Linked DNA regions of Mus musculus: all the other regions are linked to region 1. The links are chromatin contacts, called in public HiChIP or PLAC-seq, Micro-C, capture Hi-C and promoter capture Hi-C maps. All regions are on one chromosome and are shown on one strand. Each heading gives the region's core, a stretch centred on a gene start, on an enhancer-like site or on the middle of the called end of the contact. The rest is flanking DNA. Distances are from core to core; before and after follow the strand shown. Region 1 holds the start of Gab1 (growth factor receptor bound protein 2-associated protein 1). Region 2 holds the start of Dnajb1 (DnaJ heat shock protein family (Hsp40) member B1). Region 3 holds the start of Ndufb7 (NADH:ubiquinone oxidoreductase subunit B7). Region 4 holds the start of Clgn (calmegin). Region 5 holds the start of Pou4f2 (POU domain, class 4, transcription factor 2). Region 6 holds the start of Rbmxl1 (RNA binding motif protein, X-linked like-1). Region 7 holds the start of Tbc1d9 (TBC1 domain family, member 9).

Region 1 (2,992 bases), core at 258-2,757:
ATGAAAATGCTAAGCAGACGGCAGGGTTCATAAGAACTTTTTTCCCCTTTCCCTTGAGCGAATATTTTGAGAAGTTTGCCTATATTATCCACTTCTTGCGTCCACAGTTCACTTCCCTCCACCTCCTGGAGGCGCAAAGGAGAGCGGGCGCGGACCCAATCGAGAACCCATGAGTACTTACTACCTCCGCGGTTTCTCGGGGAGGGGAGATTTAACAGCTCCATGAGAATCTGATACAGATAATAAAAGAAGGCTCTTTCTCCCTGTTTCACTCCACCCTTGCTAAATGGAAATAACAACAACCAAAGTATGCAGCCAGTTTTGAGCTGGAAAACTGGGCTTCTCTAACAGGCAACGAGGCCTACAAGGGAGGCAGTCTGCAATATGGAGGGAGAAAGTTTGGCCGCCGAGTGGACGTCAGGGTGGGAGTGGACCGCACCCGGTCCGGAGCCCGCCGGCCGAGAGACGGATCGAGGAAAAGGAGGGCGGGATTCGTGGAAGAGCCAACCGGGCGCGCAGGCTGCTGCAGCGGGGCAGACGGTGACCTGACCTGTACTTACATAACGCTTCAACTTCTTCTCCGGGGGCGACTTGCGGAGCCATCCCGAGCAAACCACTTCGCCGCCGCTCATGGTGCACGCCGTGAGGACTCGAGGACCAGACACCAAAGGGGTCGGTGGACACAGTGGACGCGCTCCGTGCACGGCGGGCACGGCAGTCAAACGCAGCCCAGAGGACGTCTCAGATTCCCCCGACGGGGCGGCCCGGCTCCCCGCGCCCTGTGTCGGCGATCGAACCTCTCCCGCAGATTCGCGGACTGAAGAGGAACTCGATCGGGAACCGCGGGGACCAGGGCTCGCCGACCTTCTTTCAGTGCGCCCTCCTGGCCGCCAGGCGCGCCGTCCCGCCGCCTAGGCAGCGGTCGGGCTCCGCTGGGACTCTGTCCGGACAGGGAGCCCAGAACTGGAAGCCCTGCGCTCCGCCCCTTGGAAACGGGACCTCCCGCGGGTGCTCCCCGCTGCGGACCCCACGCTGCACGCGCACACACAATGCCCGCGCGCGGTGTCCGCTCCGCTCCGCTCCGCCCGTTGGCGCATTCACACTGAGAGGGGCTCGATCTTCTCTTTCCCTCTGCTCGGAAAAGGGCGCCTGGGAAGGCGTGCGGCGTCCGGGTGGCAGCCGGCACAGGGGCAGGTCCTGATCAGCCTAGGGAGTTCGCGGACCAGCAGCGAGGGTCAGGGCGTCGCCGGGCGTCGGGGAGGTCGCGGGTCCGCGGTGGGAGGGTGGGTCTGCGCTCCAGCCTCGGATGAGGGCGGGGATCAGCACAGGGACGAGGCGCAGGGCGGCTCTGCTTCGGGGAGGGACCCCTCTGTCCTGTCCCCTGCGCTCCTCCCCCACCCCGGGGGCGCGCGGCGGGTTCGGGGAGGCGCGGCCTGGGCCCCGGCCCTCCTCCTCCTAGCCTTTCTGCCTCCCCTTCCCACGATCGGTCGCCTCTAGCTTCAGCCCAGACTTTCTCTGAAACTCCTCCGGAGCGCTTCCAGCCAAAACAACAAGGGCTGGGGAGGCGGGGCCGGCGCTGGGAGGGAGCGAGATGGCAGAGGCACCCTGGGATCTGTAGTCAGCAGGCGCGCTGGGGTCCTCGCCGCCCCGCCGCCCCGGGCCCGCGCGCTATGGAAGGCGGCGGTCTCCGGGAACGCAGCGCCACCCCAGTGTGAGAGCGGGAGTGCCGGGCACTCTCGCCAGCTCCGACTGAGTTTGCCATCTTGACAACCCCCAGGGTCAGGAGTTTGTACTCGGCTGTGCCTTCGCGATCCAGAGTTTTCGGAAGGATTTCCCTACTTGACAGTCTGAAAAAATAACCCAGCCAGGAGGAGAACTCACTCAAGCGGGTCCTGGCTGCTCGAGAGACTGAAGGACTGCGTCTCCCGGACCAGGAGCGCGCTAGGACCCTCACTGTGCACCCAGAGACCAAGGGGGTGGGGGACCTCCTGGGTGCCTAGGGCCTGACCCAGGAGCTGTTCTACCGAGTGATGCTACCGCTTAGCCTCCACAAAGCGTTCAGCTGCGTGTATCTCTAAGACAGGATAAAGTCTCACACTGCTTCCACTCATGGGCTGTTTCTTCCAGTTGGCGTTGTGTTTGTTTAAAACCTGCGCTAGGATGTTGGACAGGAAAAGAAATCATTCTGGGTACCCTAATTCTATTTGCCTTTTTGTGTGTTTTACAGTTATTATATCTGGGCTGAGTTTGACACAGTCTTGTAACAGACTCTTCTTTACGGGTGTGTTTGAAACAAAGCCTTGGAACAAATTTTAGAAGGCAATATAATCAGACAAAAATTTTAAAGAGTTGGGCATGGTGATGCATGTCTTTAATTCCAGCGCTTGGGAGGCCGAGGCAGGCAGATTTCTGTGAGTTTAAGGCCAGTTTTGTCCACAAAGTGAGTTCTAAGGCGACCAGGACTACATAAAGAGGCCCTGTCTCAAAAAGGGAGTTTGTGTGAAAATACAAATAGATAAACAAGCATTTCTGAGAAGCATGAGTTTGGGGCTCTCCTAATAAATGTGTGTTCTGAGTCTGAAACCTTGGGGGTCGTAAAGAGGAAAAGGTGCTGGGAGCCCTGCCTGGCAGAACCCCTGTAATCCCAGGCCTGCCAAGGTAGGTAGGGGAGGGGGAGGGAAAGAAAGACTAGAGAGAGACATGGAGGCAGGAGTGAAGAAATTAAAGAAAGAAAAGAAAAGTAGATGCTAAGTTAATAATAAGACAAAAGCCCTTGCATATAAGAAGAGACAGTGCCCTTTGTTTTTGCCATAAAGTGCTTTTGAAATGGAAAAGTGTAATCTATCTTGTATTATTTAACTTTTGGAATTTCAAATAGAGCTTTTTTCCCAAATAAGTTTCACTTATTCCATTTCTATATACAAAAATCTACACCTGCAGTTAGAAACTTACACCTGCAACCCCAGCACTTGGGAAACTGAGGCAGGAGGAT
Region 2 (2,992 bases), core at 164-2,663, 2.7 Mb after region 1:
TGTCGCTATCTCTGTATCTTTTTGTTTGTTTGTTTGTTTTTGTTTTTTTTCGAGACAGGGTTTCTCTGTATAGCCCTGGCTATCCTGGAACTCACTTTGTAGACCAGGCTGGCCTCGAACTCAGAAATCCGCCTGTCTCTGCCTCCCAAGTGCTGGGATTAAAGGCATGCACCACCACTGCCAGCTCACTATCTCTGTCTCTGTACCTTTAAAGACACTTTCTCTACAAGTGTTCCCTAGCTCCAAATCCATGGGGAGGCGGGGGGCAGGGCTCAACTGGTTCGGTTTTCATGGGGTCAGTACAGTTAGGAAAATCAAAACACATACACCACACACAGCTATACCATTAACGGAAGGCTAAAGTCATTTTTCTCAGGGGTGCCTAGGGCAAGGGTTATCTGACTCTCCTCCTACAGAGCTTCCAGAAAGGGAATGTCAACAGTTGTCCACTAAACAAGATGATTAATCATCTCTTTCAAGAACACCCTTTGTCCCTTGTCTTTAACAAATGCAGAATAATGTCAACTTCACCATATTCCACGACCATTCCCTTTGTACAGATGACCACACTGAGACCAGAAAAGCTACTCTACCAACCCAAGGTCACACAGCCAGAAAGTGCTAGGATGAGAGTCAGTCTTTCATGCACTTTCAGGCAGTCCCATTCCCTGCAAGAACCACCAATGACTATTCCAGCTTCTCTATGCCTTCCAATATCTGAAGCTCTCTCCTCTTCCTCACTCAGCTCCGTCCTTGACCGCCATCATCCCAGACTTACAAAACCAAAAGCAAAAAGCTATACTATATCAAAGTATTTGGAAATATTTACGAAGCACCCAGTGGATCTTTAAAAAAATCACGCAGCCCTGGTGGTAAACTCAGACGGCAAAGGAAGTGACAAGTATCAGAACGCCAAGAGGCGAGCTAAACCCAGTAGGAATTAGTAGGAAGTAAGATAAACCGGAGAGGCAGCCCGACTGCAGCAAGCCCAAGGCAGACCAGTCTCACCTCGCTTTACAGTAACGGCCTTACGGGAAAAACCAAGGGCTACGGGCAGAAGAGGGCGGGGTGCCTATTTTTATCCCTGGGTTAGAGCAGGAAAGCTTAGAGGTACTTGTCAGGTAGCTACCACAAGTCACGCAGCAGAACCTCCCAGCCGGCGATAACCTGGGGGAAAGGGTGCGGCCTTTCGGAGAGGCCCGTCTCTGTAGCCCCGCCCCTCTTCGCGCCTCCACCTGTCCGCAGAGAGAGAGAGGGTTGCGATTGGCTGGATCCGCTACGGAGGCGGAACCCCAGCAGCCGGCGCGCGCGCCCGAGGAAGGCGTTGACCAGAGTAGAGAGGGAAGGGGCGTGGCCCCGCGCGGAAAGCCGTTGGCAGCCGGGTCCCACCCCGGATGTGCTGCGTCACGGAGCGGGCCGCAGCGATTGGCCGGTGTCGTGCGGCGCATCGGGAGGGGCGGAAGGTTCTGGAGGGCTGGCGGGATCTGGAAGCTTCCGCCGGACGGGTATATAGAGTCCGGGACGGGGCAGCAGCGGAGCCGGAGGCGGCGACAGCTGGGCGGCGGTGGCCATGGGCAAGGACTACTATCAGACGCTGGGCCTGGCCCGCGGCGCGTCCGACGACGAGATCAAGCGAGCCTACCGCCGCCAGGCGCTGCGCTACCACCCGGACAAGAACAAGGAGCCCGGCGCTGAGGAGAAGTTCAAGGAGATCGCCGAGGCCTACGACGTGCTCAGCGACCCGCGCAAGCGCGAGATTTTCGACCGCTATGGAGAGGAAGGTACGTGTGCGCGCGGCCGGGGTGACCCGCCGTTTGACAGGCGGGGAAACCGAGGCACTCGGAGCCTCTCCAAGACCTCGGCCGGGGACAGGCATTCCGGGGATCTAGCGGCGGCGCCGCCTCCTTCACCCTCTGATCCGCGGCCTCAGACAGGAGGAGGAGCTCTGGGCGCGCCGCTGGCACAGAAGCTTCTAGCACGTCTGCCGCAGCCCCTCCCGGTCGGTCGCCTGCACAGCGCCGGAATGGTGCAGATGGAGGGCGGCGGTCGCGATGGGAATGAAAATTGCCCGAGTATTGATTCTCTTTCCTAGCCGCAAGCTCAGTGTTCGCTCACCCAGGGTTGAGCCTTTTTGGTAACAGTGCGTAGGAGCTTCTCTGTAAGATGGTAACAGCATAGCTGGGAGGATGGAGCAGTCACGTAAACCTGGTCGCACCGAGATCTAGAGGCCTTACTACCGAATATGTTGTCAGGAAGTAAAACGGAGTAGTGTGTTTCTTGCTCCTATTGCCATTGGGAGTTAAAAGACTTGAGATTCGTCCTTGACTAACAAGCTTTTTAATATATACATAAAATCCCTCCCGCTATAGTTCCTGTGGCCTTTTTACTAAGAGCAAAACTTGTTGAGCAGAGTGCGGGGGCTCACACCTCCACATGGGAAACCGAATTAGGAACGCTGTGAATTTGCTTCAAATCAGAGCTACAGGGTAATAAGCTCCTGTTTCCAAAGGAACCGGATGTTGTGACAATCCCCCCTCTGGGGTATTTGAGTCAGGAGGATTGCCTTGAGGCTACTCTGGACGAAAGTTTGTGTGTTACGTGGCATTGACAGTAATACATGCAAAAGGAACAAAATGTGACCATTTATTTGAGACAGGACCTCACTGTTGCTGGAACTTTGTTTTTCAATTTATTTGAGCGTGTGCCTCCGTGTATATGTGTATACCATTCACATGCTTCTAGAGAAGAGGGCATTAAAGGTCCCGGAACTAGAGTTAGACCATGGTCTGCTGCTATGTAGGTGTTGGAAATTGAACTTGGTTCTTCTGCCAGATGAGCCAGTGCTCTGAGCCATTTCTCCAGCACCTCATGGTGGAGCTCTGGCTTGTCTGGAACTTGCAGAGATCAGTCTGCACTTGTCTTGAGAGTGCTGGGGTTCTGAGCTCTTTGTTTCAGGGGTTTTATGTTTTATAAGTGTGTTGAAGTGTTGGGG
Region 3 (2,992 bases), core at 291-2,790, 2.7 Mb after region 1:
ACCCCTGAGGTGGTGGCCATGGGTACTAAAAGAAAGCAGCCTGAGCCAGGCGGTGGTGGCGCATGCCTTTAATCCCAGCACTTGGGAGGCAGAGGCAGGCGGATTTCTGAGTTCGAGGCCAGCCTGGTCTACAAAGTGAGTTCCAAGACAGCCAGGGCTATACAGAGAAACCCTATACAAAGAAAAGAAAGCAGCCTGAGAATGCCAGTAAGCAGCACTCCTGGGTGGCCACTGTGTCAGTTCCTGCCTCCAGGGTCTGTGTTCCTGTCCTGACTTCCCATCAGGACATTCCCGTCAGGACATACTGCATTCCAGACCGGGAAGTAAAACACTTACCTCCCCAAATGGCTTCTGGTGGTATTTCATCACAGCAATGGAAACCCTAACTAAAATACCATGTAAAACAGACGCTGGGCATGGCAGCCCAGAGGAGACAAAGACAAGAGGATCCCTGGGGCTTACAGACCAGCCCGCCTTGGGGAGCTCTGAACAGAGAGGTGTGCTTAGTCTGAGTCAAATAAGCTGTCCTGGATGAGAGGAGAGAGCAAGCCAAGAGAGGACACACCCTGACAGACACTTAGGAGCAAGGAAGAGAGTGGTTCCTTCAGAAGCTCTAGACCAAGAGCTTTTAAGACCATCAGGTTGGCTGCGCCCTCTCTGGTCAGGATTGGGCACTACGGACAGGCTTCAGTGGTAAAGCCTTCATTTACCATGTTCTAGACCAGGATCACAAAGTATTCATTTTAGAAGAACAACGACTGGAAGGAGGGCTCAGTCATTACTGTGATTGCTTTACCAACATAAAGAACTCAATTCAGTCCCCAAACCCCATGTAAGAAAACTCCTGGTGTGGGGGCACACGCTTGAAATTCCAGAACCACAGACAGGGTGCCCGGTTAAATCTCTCGGGCCTTCTAGACAGCCAGCCTCACCTACTTGAAGGGTTCAAAGCCAGTGGGAGACAGTGTCTCAAACAAGTTGGACAGAGACAGAGTAATGACCCCAGAAATTGACCTCTGACCACCAAATGCACTCATAAGCACACCTACGTATGTGCACTCACACCGACAAACCTAGGGAAAGTGTTTGGAAGTTCGAGTGTTGGAAATGGTAGTGTATATCTGTGGGAAAGCACTTATCTACCATATGCTAGGCCTGGGGGTCTATCCTAAAACCAGAAAAAAAAATTAATTTAAGAAAAAAAAAAAAAAGAGGAGGAGGAAGAGGAACGCGGAAGATGGTTCGGTCCAGGGTGTCCACAGTACCCATGTATACACATGTATACAGCAGGCTTGGTGGCACACATTTATAATCCTAGCACTGGGCAGAGCACAGGGGACCCTGCCACCTCCCCGCTTCCACACCCGCACTCCTCCCTGCAACTCCCTGGCCAGCCTGGCCTTCTAGCCAACTGGCGTTCGCCGCACCCGCTCTGTCTCCTCCACACCGCCAGGGGGTGTCAGCGAGCCAGGAAGCGTTCCATCGTTCATCTCTATGACCCCCGCCGCAGCCTAGATGACCCGGAAGACACTGAAGGGGCAGTGCTTCCAGGTGGGAGCGAGGTGACCCCGGCTACTAAAGAAGGGTAAGGCAGAGTAGCCATGGGGGCGCACCTGACCCGGCGCTATCTGTGGGATGCCTCGGTGGAGCCTGACCCCGAGAAGATACCCAGCTTCCCGCCGGACCTCGGCTTTCCGGAGCGCAAGGAGCGAGGTGAGCTCAGTGCGCAGGCGCGACCGCAGATCCCGCGGAACTCAGCTGCCTGCTTGCGGAGGGCCGGGTCGAGTCGGGAGGGCGACCTCCTTGAGTGTGGAGGCTGTGCGGGGATGGCTAAAGCAAAAGGCTGGGACGAGACAGCAGAGAACGGGAAGATGAGACTGCCCCGGTGCACTTCGTCCTGGGCACAGCGCGGAGCCTAGGACATGTTCTTTGCATCTCCATACATTGTCACTAGCATTTGGTTACGTACAATAATACAAGGTTGGGGGGCTGGAGCGATCATGCTCCTTGTCCTGTCTAGTGTGATGGTGCTGGGGGAGGAACCCAAGGCCTGTGTGTACTCGCAAGGTTCTCATTCTTCCTGTATAGGAAAATCAGAGTGACAGCTCTGGACAAAGTCCTAGTTTGGCACTTGGGATGCCCCAGGGTAGCAGAGAGCCACTGGCGCTGTCTTCAGGGAGCCCCCTGGACAAAGCAGCGTGTCCAAAAAGATCTGGGAAGCAAATTTAAGAGTGTAGAAGCACAGGCTAAAAGGGGTGTATATGAGATTGATGAAGCTGGTACCAGGGAGGGACAGAGCCCCACTTGTAAGCAGGGGAAAGACACAAATGACTTGCCTTACCAAAAGGTTGTAGTGTCGACTAGAAGATGGCTCCGTCAGTACTGAATCTGCAGAACATTTACCCACCTGACACCCTGCTTTGCCCATAGTCATTTTGAAAATACAGCACTCCCTGGCCGCCTCTCTTGCTTGGCTAATCCAAAACCCTGGTAAAACTCAGCTGGCCCTGCTGACCTGGTCTCCAAGTTGCTTCCTCACTCCAGACCCCCTTCTTATTTTTGAGTCAGACTAGTCTCTAACTCACAGTCCTTTCCCTTTGGCCTCGGGAGCACAGAGCTCATAGGCCCAGTGGTGCTCAGGGATGCTATAGCCTACATTGTTGCTTCTATAGTTCTTCACTGCCTCTTCATCTTAGGCAAGCTCTTGTGAGAAAGCAAGAGTAGCTCCTGCTCCCACACCCATGCATCTCCAAACTCCTTCCAAATGACTTGTCCCTAGCCTGGCGGAGTCCCCATTCCAGGTGAACCCCCCCCCACACACACACACACACCCCTTTATATCCTCCATCCACCCTCTACAATGAAAGGATCCTGCTCCCGAACCTCTCATCAGGCTCCTGTCCATGGTTTTGAAACACCCCCACAGGAACATCATGAGTTCCTGGGATGGATAGCAATCCTGTCTCAAAACCTAAGTATAAAAATCCCCGTT
Region 4 (2,992 bases), core at 176-2,675, 2.5 Mb after region 1:
GTCCTTTTTATACTCCCTCTAAACATCACGTGTCCTCCACAGGTCCTGCCTTAGCATGTGCGTCTGTCTCAGCTGACATCACTCTGCCAATCAGCCCAAGTCTGCAAAAGCAACAAAAACTACAACACACTACCAACAATTCTTTAATGTGTTTCTATGGAGTCCCGACAGACACAGCTCAACTACACAATGTAAGGCACACCAATACATATGTCATTAGCGAAGAATCCTTTATCACGTGTCCTTTCACATGTTTGCTTTAGCAGAACATCCTCTCTCCTGTGTCTGCTTCAGTGTAACATTCCTTCACGAGTCTGCTGTAGCCTTTCACACCTATGTCCACTTTAACAAGATGCTCCTTCAAGTGTTTGTCCCAGCAAAACACCACCCAACTGACTTTCCAAAGAACCCTTCACACCTCCTTCAGTTAAACCTAGGACAATTTGGGTACCACAGTAACTGTACACAGTGACTGGATAAAACAGACTCTATGCCTAAATAGGATGGACTCTTGGATGGAGGTGTGTTAAGTTTTTAAAAATGTTGCTTGTGCCTAATAAGGAATGAAGACAGTTAGTTAAAATTACTGTATTGAAACCACAGTAAAGTTGAGTCAAGCAAAAAAATGACAGATCCTAAATCAAGGGGCAGACTTCAAACATTTATGAACAGAAAACAGAACGTTTACACAGACTCAAAGTTTGGTCACACAAATTAAGACGATACAAACAATATACAGAATTGTAAACATACAGAGAAAAAAGCAGGTAATGCCTTCAAGGAGTGTTCAAGATTAATAAAAAACCAATTATGTGTCTGTGGCAAATTATTAACATTAATACTGACAAAATGAAAATGTACAGTTTCATTTATAATGTAATAGCAAGCCAGGAGCATGTGTGAAATAGGAAGCTTCCCGGTTGATAACCATGAACAATCAGCTACTAAAACACAAAAATATAGAGGGAAATTTCAGCGTATGAATTTGGCACACCTGCCCTGGCACTCTTTTAAAAACGTTGAGATAAAATTGAGGAAACAAAAGATGTGGATCAACTGATACAGAGCTTGCATAACCCCACCAAGAGGGCTTCAATCACTACTGCATAACAGTGTGGCGTTGCAAATCCAAAAGTCAGGAAGAAGGGAAGGAGGATCAAAAAGTTTAAGGTCATCAGAACAAAACAAGAGAAAGAAAAACAAAAAAACCCAAAACCATCCATCTATTCATCATCCATCCGGGAACCAATTAAGGTGCGACACGAAGAACTGAGCAGTCTGCAGAGCCAGCAGCCTGAGCTCCAGAGAGGGACTGACGTTGGAAGGACCGCATCCCCCCAGGCGCGCGGCCGCTGGGTCCCGAGCGGCGGTTGAGCGGGCCGCTTGCGCACTGGGGCTGCCTCTGCATCCTGCATCCTCCCGCGCGGCCGCTCGCGCACGCGCAGTTAGCAGTCGCTGCTGGGCGGCTGCCGGCGGGATCGCTCTGGGGAGACGCCGGGCACCAAGTAGCGGCCAGTCGGACACCTGAGCTGCCGCTGCTGGACACAAGCCCGCAGGACAGGTGTGTAGACCGCGGGCCGCCTTCCTGCGGCTTGTTCTCTGGGGACCGGGTGAGAAATCGGATCCAGGTGCCCCGCAGCATCCTCTTCTGAGACTAGAAGAAGGCTTAGCTTGGTGCGGCCAGGTGAGGCTGGAGGATGAGTTCAGGGATGAATGTGGGAGTTAGACTCTTGGGTGGGCTCTGCCAACCTCGGGGACAGAGATCAGCCCTGGATGGAGGGAGACGCCACCCTGAGTCCCTTGGGTCCTCCTTCTGCTTCCCTGACACTGGGGAAGGCCAGGTTGCCCTGCCCAGCCTGGCGCCTCTCTCAAGTCCGTTATCCCAGCGGTTGCCACAGCTGCTGTTGCCACTGTGTGGCCCGGTTCCACGAAGCTCTACCACAATCCCTGGAGAGTTCTTCTCGCATCTTTCTAGAAAATGCAACAAAACCAACCTGGGCACATTTGCAGCCCACTTCTCTGTGAAGCCAAAGAACCCTACCTCCCCCACCCCCACGCTCAAACCTGGCTAAGGTGGCCAGAGAATCCTGGCCACTCCCTAGACACTTGGGTGGAGCCTAACAGGAGCCATTGGGGAGTAACCGGCCCTGTGTTGAATCCAGAAAACCTTAATGACTAGAGTCTCATTATCTAAAGCCTGTTTACTATCAGTCAGATACTTTAGCTGAGTTTAAGTGGCATCTGCCCCACCCAGGAGGAAGAAGCTATGCAGGGGTTTGTTTGGGGTTAAAGAGCAAAAGGCTAGGAAGTTGGGAGCTGGAGACCGAAGGTATAAACAGAAATAAACAAATTAGGCAAAACAAAAATTTAAAAATTAGGTGGTCAATGGTTCAATATCTCTGACGAAGATTAATTTATGTTGAAACAGAATAGTAAATCATGGTTGTTTTTCTTGCCCTGAAAAATTGACATCTCCCTAGGTAGCTCTCTTTTTTTGGTAATTGTAATTTTGACCATTTTCTAGTCTACAGTCTGTTGGTTTGGTCATCCAGACACATTGATCCTGTTCCTTAAACTCAAGATAGTCTTTTTTGTCTTGTTTTGATTGGTCTTGTTGGTCTGTTGTCTGTAAATGGTGGCGTGTGCTGATGGATATGCAGCTAGCAGGTGGGGGCTCAGGGCTCTGGGCTTGTTTGGTGTCTACTAAACTTTCCTTCTTTATTATGTAATTAGAAAACAGGAACTGTCAGCTTTGATAGGACTTTCTCTCAACTCATGGGTGACAAGAGGCCCAGAGAAGGGAACCAGTTCAGTTGTCCTTTGAACAACAGTGTTAGTCACTTAGTGACAAGGTATCAAGGGCAGGGAGCTTTCGAATGCCCTTTTCTGGCCTCCTCTGGCACCCACACATACGTGTACATAACCACAAAAGAGAAACACATACATGTAATTAAAGTATATGTGTATGTGTGTGTATAGATAGATATCGATA
Region 5 (2,992 bases), core at 296-2,795, 2.4 Mb before region 1:
GGATCTTGAGGTTGGCCAGCGCCGAGCCCACATCTGCCTGGGTCACTCCCAGCTTGATGCGTCGCTGCTTGAAACGCTCGGCGAACGCCTCCAGGTCCCGCGGGTCTGCATCCACGTCGCTCATGCAGCCCATGTGCGAGGGCAGCCCATGTGCGTGGGCCATGCTCAGGGCTGCTTGGTGCATGGGGTTCATGGTGGCCATGTGTGGTGCGTGAGCCGGAGTGGACACCACCGTGCCGTCGGGGCCCGCCATAGCTCCCAGGGCCAGCCCGGGGCTTAGGTGCTCAAGCAGCTCGCCCTCCAGCGCCTGGTGCGGCTGGTGATGGTGGTGATGGTGGTGGTGGTGGTGGTGATGGGTGCCAGCCAGAGCGGACGGGTGCGAGATGGGCACAGAAGAAGAGGAGGCTGCCGACGTGCACGGGATGGTGTTCATGGTGTGGTAAGTGGCGTCCGGCTTGAAGGGGCTGTGGTGGGGCGGATGGTGGTGGTGGCTCTTACTCTGGGAGACGATGTCCACGGCGGCCAGAGCCTCGGCACGGGCCAGCAGACTCTCATCCAGCCCGCCGAATATATTGCTCTGCAATTGTAAGTAGAAGGCACACATTACGCTCAGCAGGGAATTGTGAGCGCTCTCTCCGGAAGCCCCCGGCCCAGGGCTCGCCACCGCCACCGTGCCTACAGCATTCCCAGAACGTTAAAATAATAATAATGACAGTGATCCTGAAACTCGGCAGCGAGAAGAGAGGGGAAGCCTGCGCGAGAAGCCAATGTGCAGGGGGAGGAAAAGTGAGCCACAGACAACACAACACAACACAACACAACACGCGCACAGGCAGCATCCCAGGTCATAAAAATTAATATGAAAGGCAAGACCCGTTGAATACTTAAGAGAGGGGGGATTGGTTGGAGGTGTGGGGTGATTTGCTGTGCAGACATGAAAAAAACATCAAGCAGATAAAGGAGGCTGTCAAAATGTGCCTTTAAGCGGTGATTATGCAGACATACGCACCGGTGGGGTTGGAAGACAAGCTCTCCGCATCGCCTCCGAGCCCCCGCCGCCGCCGCTGCCGCCGCTGCCACTGCTGCTGGAACTGCTGCTCCGGCCGCCGCCGCCTCCGCCTCCGCCGCCACCGCCGCCGCCGCCAGCGTTGCTGGAGCTGCTAGGGGAACTGGCCGAGGGCGCCGCGGGCGCAGAGGAGCCCGGGGAGGCACTGTGTAGCGCCGAGTACTTGGGCTCCACGTGCAGGCTGCCTGCGTGAGGCATGCTGAACGCCTGCTTGCTGTTCAGGGACATCATCATCATCTTTCCTTGCGCGGCGCGCTCGTCGCTGGCGCACTCCGGTCCCAGCTACCCGACCCTCCGGAGAAGTACCCGGCCGGAGCAGCAGAGGGAACAACACTGCAAAGTTGTGCTCAGCCGCCACTGCTTCCAGGCCCGGTTCTCCCAGTGTGGCCGCTAGCTCCGCTCCTGTGTCTCCCGCTAGGTCTGCCCGAGAGGTTGCCCTGCTCCGGGTGGCTCTGGCTTCAGACCTCAGCACCCCAAAGTGCCCCAGCTCATCGAGGCGGTGGAGTTATAGTCCCCTCTTCCCGCGCCTGACCCCCGCCCGCCCTCCCCCTCCTTCCCTCCCCCGCCCTCTCCTGCCAGGACGCACTGCTCTGGGTGGGTTTCTCCCCGCCCTGGCTCCCCGCAGGCTCCGGTCCTTTCAGTTCTCCCTGCACCCGCCCCTCTCTCTCTGCCACGGGACCCGCAGCCTTCCCTGCCCCGGCAGGCGCTCTGCTGTTACCACTCCTACGCCGCGCCTGCAACTCCTGATTCTAATCGCGCCCCAGCTCAACCCCACCCAACTAGCCAGGTCGGTGCTTCGGGCCACCCCCACCCGGCAGTGCCAGTCACCTAAATGACAGTCTCCAGATCTTCCCGCCTCCCTCGGGAAAAAAAAAAAAAAAACTCCCCCTAAAAGTTGCGTTCCAAGCCAATCTTGGAAGCGACTAGCCCTGAACTGTGAGGTGCACCTTACCTGGCCACCTGCTCTCCTGCCCTCTGCTTACCACTAAGTTTCAGGGGCCCTCCCCTCCCGTCAGCTCCAGTGACCCTGATTCCCCTGGATGAGGATCTAGACGCTGCGGCGACCCGGGTCCTCTGCTCTGCTCTGAGCTCCCGCCTTGATGCGTGCTGAGGTCAGCCCCGGGCTTTGCATCCCACCGCCCGGCGGGTGCCTAGTGCAGAAAGACGTGGGTCTGCCCGGCTGCAGGGCTTCCTCTCCCTCGATTTCCCTCAGCTCTCAGCGGATTGGACAGCCACACAGCCCGTTAGTGTCCTCTATGCGCATGCGACTCCCCCCTTTATGAGCATATCACCCTCTAACACATGTACAGATTCCTCTCCTCCCACCCCCTTCTCTTTTTCCACCTCCTCCCTATGTCCAGTACAGGGTGAGCTGGGACTTGGGAGGATCTCCTGGCAAACCCTGACTCTGGGATGTATTATTCTTCATTAGCTACAATCAAAGGGAAAGGAGCAACTGACAGGACGAGAAGGGCCAGAAATACAGAGCGCATGTGCTGCCGAATGCCACTAACACCGTGTACACGTACACACACACACACTCACTCACTCACTCAAACGCGCGTGCACACACACTCACACAAACACACACACTCAGACTGGCGTAAGTCCCACTTATCTTCATTTCTACAGTCACTGTGTGCAGAGACTATTTTTTGCTTACACTTTGCTCCCACTTTTGTGCTAGTGCAAACCACTTTCCTGGAAGTGAACACACATTCTGAGTTCCAGTTCAAAAGCAGACAGTGTGGCCCACTCCCCAGCCCCAACCCCCCCAAACACAACCTATTTCCTCTCCTTCCCATCCTTCCCCTCCGTCCTGCGGCACTTGGGGCTACCCTCGCCTTCCAGAGCGCGGAAAGACACTAGGTGCATATACCGATGAGGACCTGCGGGTGGCTGGTCCGGGACAGGGGTGATCCGGAA
Region 6 (2,992 bases), core at 278-2,777, 2.4 Mb before region 1:
GATGCAGAGAGCAGCCACTTGAAACATATGGAGGGAGATGTGATGCCTAACCAGGTCGAGACTGGAGCATCAGAACCTAAATCAAGGAAGCCAGGGAATATTAACAGCCACAAGAAGCTGGAAAGAGCCTTTAGAACACATGGCCCTCCAATATCTCCATTTTGGATTTCCTTATTCTGCAACAGTAAAACAACATGTCTATTGTCTGAGTATAGCTAACTCGGGGAGGGGACTATTTGTTATAGCAGCCCTAGCAAACTAATACAGTCCTTGACAATACAATTCACAAAACTACGGTTAAAATATTCTATGAATTAAGATTTTGTTCTAAACAGGTCAAAATCTCTAGAAAGACTCTGTGAGCAGCCTTACTTAAGCAGCACTATCTGTGATGACCTTTTGAGTATTCGATGACTGAGGCAGATTTTTTTTTCCTTTTGAACCAAGCAAAATTACTGAAGAAAATTATGTTATAAATTTTACTTCCTAGAACTCCACTTACCTTGTGACTGTCTTATAATAAGCCTTTATCACATTTCATGTACTTCTTTTGCCTGGTAAATTGTTTAATGTCTCCCTATTAAGTTCTTTTTATCTTGAGATTAGCTTTTCTTCATGCTGCCTGATGCGTAATTACCGAGCAGTGGGGGCTGTGCAACTGAGAACTGATAGCACAACTGCTTAAAGCAGCTTAGTTTTTGGATAGCGAGTCATGTCAGCAAGATAAAGTTAAATAGAGCAAATTGCACGCCGAGTCTCTTTCAAGCTTTGAATGCATTCAGAATGAAAGTCTGGTACAATCCCTTTCGAACGTTACGTTCCATAGTAAACTATTCAAGTAGCTGATACCAGGCTGCTTCAAAATGTCCCACAATACTTTGTTCCTTTCTTTCTTTGGGTGCATAAAGAGGAAGGGTTGATGCTCGGAAGACCATTCGTGAAACTATGTCATAGATTCGCCAAAATGCAATGCAAGAAACCGAGGGTTGGGGGAGGGGGCGGACATCAGACCCTCCACCCTGGATCTGGCCCTCACTGCTTTTGTTCTGAGTTCCTGGCCCCCTCTCAGTTGTCCTGTTGCTTTAGTGGTTCGGGGTCAGGCAAAGGCCCGCACCACGCGGCCTCCGGAATCGCCCGCCCACGCGCGGCACACGGGTGGGGAGGAGCCTGGGTCGCTCTCTCACCGCCCCCCAGGGAAGATTTGCCCCATCCCGGCCGTCCTCCCCACTCCCGAGGCGGGTTTTGGCCGCGGAGGCGGTCGGGCAGAAAGGCCCGGGCAGGCCACCGACCTGGCGGGAAGGCCCAGCCCGCCTTCCCCGCCTTCCCGCCGCCGCCGCTGCGGGAAGGCGGGGGGCCTGCCGTCCCGGACGTCTGCTCGGCCACCGATTTTCAACCTACCCACGGGGCTAACGCTTCCCTAACTAGGAAGCCGCTTTCCCGCGCCGGTCGCCACACGCGTCTGCCGCCGCCGCTCCCGCCGAGAACCAGAGGCCGCGAATGGCTTCCCCTCCCCCCGCGCAACGTCAACGCGACGTCGGTCGTCGCCGTAATGTCTCGAGTATACGCGCATAGACATAGCAGGCATTGGCGCGCGCAGCCGCCGCCACGGCGCAGCCCGGTACCGGCCCAGCGCACGCCGCGGGTCTCTCGGGCTCAGGGCAGAGTGAGAGACGCTCTCTGCAAGGCATGTCTCGGGGCTCGGGCCGCCGTCAATATAGCTTTACTGCAGCGACACCCATGATGAGGCTGGGCGTCTGGGGCGCCTCATCCCTCTCTCCCACTGCGGGCCTCCCCAAGCTTGGCCGTGTATGCACGGCGGCGGGTCCTGTTAGTGCAGCCCGTGACTCGTCTCACTTGCGTGCTCCTGGTGTGCCTCCGTTTTACGTCCCCTGCGCCCTGGTCCTCGGCGGGTGGGCGCGTCTATTCTGAGGTGCGTGGTAGTGATGGCGGCGCTCAGCGAGGCTTTCCTGTCACTGGGTACTACTACTCCCAGCCCGCCTCGGAGCCGCCCGAGCCACCCCTCGGTCTTTAGTTTACGAGTGGCAATTTGACTTGCTCTGCTGCATGTCTGGAGGGATCGAGGAAAGTGTGGAGACGCCCCGGGGATTTAGGGATCGCAGTTTGGAAAGCAAGCCAGCCAAACAAATAAACAAAACCCACCCGCCCTAACAAATATGAGGCTGCTGGAGAGGGCGAGGAAAGAATGGTTCATGGTCGGGATAGTGGTGGCGATCGGCGCCGCTAAGCTCGAGCCGTCGGTCGGAGTGAACGGGGGTAAGTGCCGCACCTCCGCCGGCTGCAGCGCGCCGGCTCCCACTTCTGAACTCGTCGGCGAGTCCCCGGGAGGAGCGGCCGCCCTGGCTGCGGCACAGCCCTCTGTCTCGCAGCGGGAGAGAGGGGGGCTTTTAGCAGGTTCTTCTCACTTGCTAGCCCAGGAGGGAATTAGGAATGGGGCAGGGGAGTGGGAGTGCAGGTTGCCTTTTCTGCGGGCAATCAATGACTTCTGCTCAGTGCCGGAGTGAGGGTACAGAAACTGAAAGTTACTCCTCTCGTTCTTAGTAGCATCCCATCCCAAGGGACTATAGGTTGCCAGGAGTTCTTTATCTATCCTGGAATAGACCTCATTATCCAGTCTATTTCCGACTCCTCCCTTTTGCCGCCCCCCCCCCCCAAAAAAAAGTCTGTTGGAGAGAAAGGGGTTTGGGGGAGATTATTGGCGGGAGCGGCGGATAGGAGAAAAAGGAAAAAAGGATACCCTTGCTCCAAACTTCAATTTTTAGTGTGCCTTAGTTGCTGACTAAAACTCCCAATTGTACTGACACGTTGCACTCTTTCCTTACGGGACACTACTTCCGTGTGCTGCTGGGCTGCCGTTACTACAGCAGCCGTCCAACAGTTGCAGACTGTGTTAGACTATGCACACTGTATGTTTTGGCAGGGAAGTGTGGATGGGTTAAAACCTCCGCTCCAATCTCTGAATAGTAGGAGCTTT
Region 7 (2,992 bases), core at 129-2,628, 2.3 Mb after region 1:
ATCTTTAAAGGCCTGAAGGTCTAGTGTCTGTCTCCTAAAGAGACTGAAGATGAAAAACAGGTGAAAAGCCAGACCGTTGCTAGTGCAGACCAACCAGAGAGCTTCATGCTTATGCTTCATGAGCCCAGAGGCTCTTGAGTGCAAAGCCATTCTGGGCTACACAGTGGGACCCTGTCAATGGACAGGTATCTAAATGATTAAACAAATCAGGGAGAAGACCCTTGTGGTGACAGGAAGAGAGCCTTGTACTTCTTTAGCACCCTCAGGGCTGGGCACAAAGCCTTGATGGAATGGCTGCCAGTTTGCTCATTCAGCTACTTGGAAGAGTCCTTAACACAGTCAGAAACACACCCAAACCGCTCTTAGTCCATCTGTACTGTTGTCATGAAATACTTGAGATGGTAACTCTTTTTGTTGTTGTTGTTGTTCGAGACAGGGTTTTTCTGTGTAGCCCTGGCTGTCCTGGAACTCACTTTGTAGACCAGGCTGGCCCCGAACTCAGAAATCCACCTGCCTCTGCCTCCCGAGTGCTGGGATTAAAGGCGTGCGCCACCACACCTGGCAAGATGAGTAACTCTTAAAGGAAAGACTTTTATTTCGCATGGTTGTCAAGGTCAGTAAGTCTACAACCATGTGGGCCACATCTGCTGCTGGTTCTGTCTGCTTCCTCACAGAGTTGAGCTGATGGATAAACTAACCCAACTCCTGTGTGCTGCTTTCTGTGTCTTTCTCCATTCCTGATGAGGGACCCCACTCGGCCTAATTGCCTCTAATGGCCCCACAGATTAATGCTGTCACAGTGACTGAATTTGGGGTTGGAAGGACACATTTAAATCATAGGTACACACATAAAAAATGTGTTTGAATGGTTTGGTTATTTGAAAAGAGGAGATTCTCACGATTGGCTAACTTTTGGGCCATTGCAGAGTCTAGTCAACAACTCTGGTCATCTGAAAAGGAAAACCTCTTTGGCTGAAAACATTTCTCCGATCTCTCGGGTGAATGCATTTAGTCGCGTACGATACGCAGTAAATGAGCTGAGACCAGAAAGGGATTCCAGGAATGCAGGGAAAGACAAATTGTTAAAAGCATAAAGTTGCCTGGTCTGAGTGCCTCTGGTTTAATTTTCATAAACAAACAAACAAACAAACAATGCTAGTGTCCCTCAAAGCTCCTAATGCCCAATATAGGAACAGCTGTGGGGAGAATTAGTTGGTTTAAGCTTTTGGTCTGTTTCCAACTTCTCTATAGCTTACGCCCTGTAGGTCAAGGAAAGAAGTGATGTAATGCATTTAGCTGGGCCACTTTAATTACAAAGGAATGGAAGGGGAGTGGCCACCGGTGGTGACAAGTTTAGCGCGTGACTTGATCCAGGGATGCAGGAAACAAAAACATTACCAACCATTGGCTGCGTCCACCTTGGACTCCTGGCTCTAGAGCCAGGTCTGGAACCTGGGAACACACGTTTCCGGGGCAGGGGTGGCGCTGTCCCGCCGAGCGTCAGCCTTGAATACACACGCCACACGCAGGCTCTGGGAGCGGGGCAGCTTCCTCCCTGCTGGGATGGGCGTGGGGCCCTGCGCTCCGCACACAGTCCCTACCGGGCTCGCGAGAAGCCACCCGCGGTCACCCGGGCTCGCGGCGACTGAGCCGCGCTGTCGTCATTCATTCCCAGCGCCGGGAGCGTCCTTCCAGCTCGTTGCCCCGACGCGCAGTGTCCACGAGCGGTGATCTCGGGCTCGGCAGCTGGTGATCACGGCGCCCTGGGGGCTCGGATTCCCGCACAAGCTCGCCCTTGAACACCGCCGCGCCCTGAGACCGAGCCCCGACGCTTGCTCGCCCTGCGGTGGGCAGGGCCGGGCTGCGAGGCTGTGCACTTGGCGAGCGAGGAGCCGTAGGGAGGATGCTACTTGCTGGGTCCCGATCCCCGTCGTCGTTCCCGGCTGCCCGCTGGGTCTTTGTCGCGGGCCGGGAGCCGCGGGCCGCAGCCTGCTGAAGGCCGTCGCGGCCCCGCACCCACGGGCGGGAGGGCGCGCGTGTGCCCGGGAGAGCGCGCCAGTGTGCGGGCCTCTTTGTGCGACTGCCCGCGGCCACCAGGACCATGTGGGTGAATCCGGAGGAGGTACTGCTGGCCAACGCGCTGTGGATCACCGAGAGAGCCAACCCCTACTTCATTCTGCAACGAAGGAAGGGCCACGGGGGCGACGGGGGTGGCGGCGGCGGATTGGCGGGTAAGAACGGGCACTGCGGGAGGCTCCGCCCGGGGCTCTGGCTGCGGACACCCGGGACGCCGCCCGGTCTCCGGGGCTGGGCCTTTTGCCGGCCCTGTCTGGGGGCCTGGAAGGTGTCTCGAGTTGTGATTTTATTTTCCCCCAGACTAGGAGAGAAACGCCTCTTTCCTGACCCTGTCGGGCGATGGGGTCTTTGAGTTCTGGGTGACCCATAGTGGGTTAAGATGAAATTAGCAATGAGTGAATTATTAAGAATCGAACGCCGGGTTGCATACTCTCCCTACCCCCCTTTAACATACTGCTGAATGTATTGAGAAGAGAGATGGAAGATGCTTAGCTTGGACTCAGCTGTCTTTATGGGCAATTAGGTATAAAATACCCTTTTGTTACCAGGGAAGCAATCTGTCAAGAGGCTGATGTGGTCACTTCCTACATGACCTATGAGAATGAATAAGGAAAATGGAATTCTTTTGTTGCATGAGATCTGACATAAAACAAAGCAAGTTATTTGGTTCTGGTCATAAAAAGAATTCGCTGTATAACTGCATTTTAACTAGTTCAGTTAGTTCTCAAACTCCTTCAACAAAATGTTACCAAGATTATTAGCAATCTTTCTCTCTTATAACCCGGTTATTTCCATATTAACTAGCTGTTTTGCATAGGGGGAGGTTACAGGTAATACTGACTTTCAGTGCTAGAGATAGTGGGCCTTCCTTCATGTACTAGAATATTTATTATAGCCAAAGTCAGTGAAAGACATA

Evidence for each region. Promoter capture Hi-C pulls out the DNA fragments that hold promoters and counts their contacts. A called contact is a pair of places that touch in the nucleus more often than the background predicts. HiChIP or PLAC-seq counts read pairs in DNA pulled down with a chosen protein or histone mark. Capture Hi-C pulls out chosen DNA fragments and counts their contacts.
Region 2: a contact with region 1 is called in a capture Hi-C map of embryonic stem cells, with 6 times the contacts expected there. The contact joins the promoter of Dnajb1 here to the promoter of Gab1 in region 1. A contact is called at or near these places in 2 of 115 datasets of contacts at active chromatin or transcription factors (astrocytes and embryonic stem cells) and 1 of 9 other capture datasets (embryonic stem cells).
Region 3: an H3K27ac HiChIP or PLAC-seq map of embryonic stem cells shows a contact between it and region 1, with 6 times the contacts expected there. The contact joins the promoter of Ndufb7 here to the promoter of Gab1 in region 1. A contact is called at or near these places in 2 of 115 datasets of contacts at active chromatin or transcription factors (astrocytes and embryonic stem cells) and 1 of 9 other capture datasets (embryonic stem cells).
Region 4: a contact with region 1 is called in an H3K27ac HiChIP or PLAC-seq map of embryonic stem cells, with 6 times the contacts expected there. The contact joins the promoter of Clgn here to the promoter of Gab1 in region 1.
Region 5: a Micro-C map of embryonic stem cells shows a contact between it and region 1, with 6 times the contacts expected there. The contact joins the promoter of Pou4f2 here to the promoter of Gab1 in region 1. A contact is called at or near these places in 1 of 39 promoter capture datasets (cranial neural crest) and 1 of 484 Hi-C or Micro-C datasets (embryonic stem cells).
Region 6: a promoter capture Hi-C map of liver shows a contact between it and region 1, with 2.3 times the contacts expected there. The contact joins the promoter of Rbmxl1 here to the promoter of Gab1 in region 1. A contact is called at or near these places in 1 of 39 promoter capture datasets (liver) and 2 of 9 other capture datasets (adipose tissue and embryonic stem cells).
Region 7: a contact with region 1 is called in an H3K27ac HiChIP or PLAC-seq map of embryonic stem cells, with 10 times the contacts expected there. The contact joins the promoter of Tbc1d9 here to the promoter of Gab1 in region 1. A contact is called at or near these places in 5 of 39 promoter capture datasets (embryonic stem cells, hippocampal neurons, liver and 2 more) and 5 of 115 datasets of contacts at active chromatin or transcription factors (astrocytes, differentiating embryonic stem cells, embryonic stem cells and 2 more).

What each region holds. Positions count from the first base shown.
Region 1 is chr8:80,878,972-80,881,963 of GRCm38.p6, forward strand. Gab1 (growth factor receptor bound protein 2-associated protein 1) reads right to left here and starts at 1,508. Exons shown (of 10, transcript NM_021356.2): 1 at 561-1,508. The coding sequence starts at 632.
Region 2 is chr8:83,606,762-83,609,753 of GRCm38.p6, forward strand. Dnajb1 (DnaJ heat shock protein family (Hsp40) member B1) reads left to right here and starts at 1,414. Exons shown (of 3, transcript NM_018808.3): 1 at 1,414-1,781. The coding sequence starts at 1,571. Gm42029 (a long non-coding RNA gene) reads right to left here and starts at 1,089. Exons shown (of 3, transcript XR_878996.2): 1 at 1,009-1,089.
Region 3 is chr8:83,565,218-83,568,209 of GRCm38.p6, forward strand. Ndufb7 (NADH:ubiquinone oxidoreductase subunit B7) reads left to right here and starts at 1,541. Exons shown (of 3, transcript NM_025843.3): 1 at 1,541-1,713. The coding sequence starts at 1,602.
Region 4 is chr8:83,388,417-83,391,408 of GRCm38.p6, forward strand. Clgn (calmegin) reads left to right here and starts at 1,426. Exons shown (of 15, transcript NM_009904.4): 1 at 1,426-1,684. Gm32377 (a long non-coding RNA gene) reads right to left here and starts at 1,073. Exons shown (of 5, transcript XR_878991.3): 1 at 995-1,073.
Region 5 is chr8:78,435,102-78,438,093 of GRCm38.p6, forward strand. It overlaps Pou4f2 (POU domain, class 4, transcription factor 2), which reads right to left and starts at 1,546. Exons shown (of 2, transcript NM_138944.3): 1 at 1,010-1,546; 2 at 1-577. The coding sequence starts at 1,303.
Region 6 is chr8:78,507,401-78,510,392 of GRCm38.p6, forward strand. It overlaps Rbmxl1 (RNA binding motif protein, X-linked like-1), which reads right to left and starts at 1,528. Exons shown (of 2, transcript NM_001252089.1): 1 at 1,399-1,528. Slc10a7 (solute carrier family 10 (sodium/bile acid cotransporter family), member 7) reads left to right here and starts at 1,928. Exons shown (of 12, transcript NM_029736.2): 1 at 1,928-2,274. The coding sequence starts at 2,175.
Region 7 is chr8:83,163,974-83,166,965 of GRCm38.p6, forward strand. Tbc1d9 (TBC1 domain family, member 9) reads left to right here and starts at 1,379. Exons shown (of 21, transcript NM_001111304.1): 1 at 1,379-2,231. The coding sequence starts at 2,102.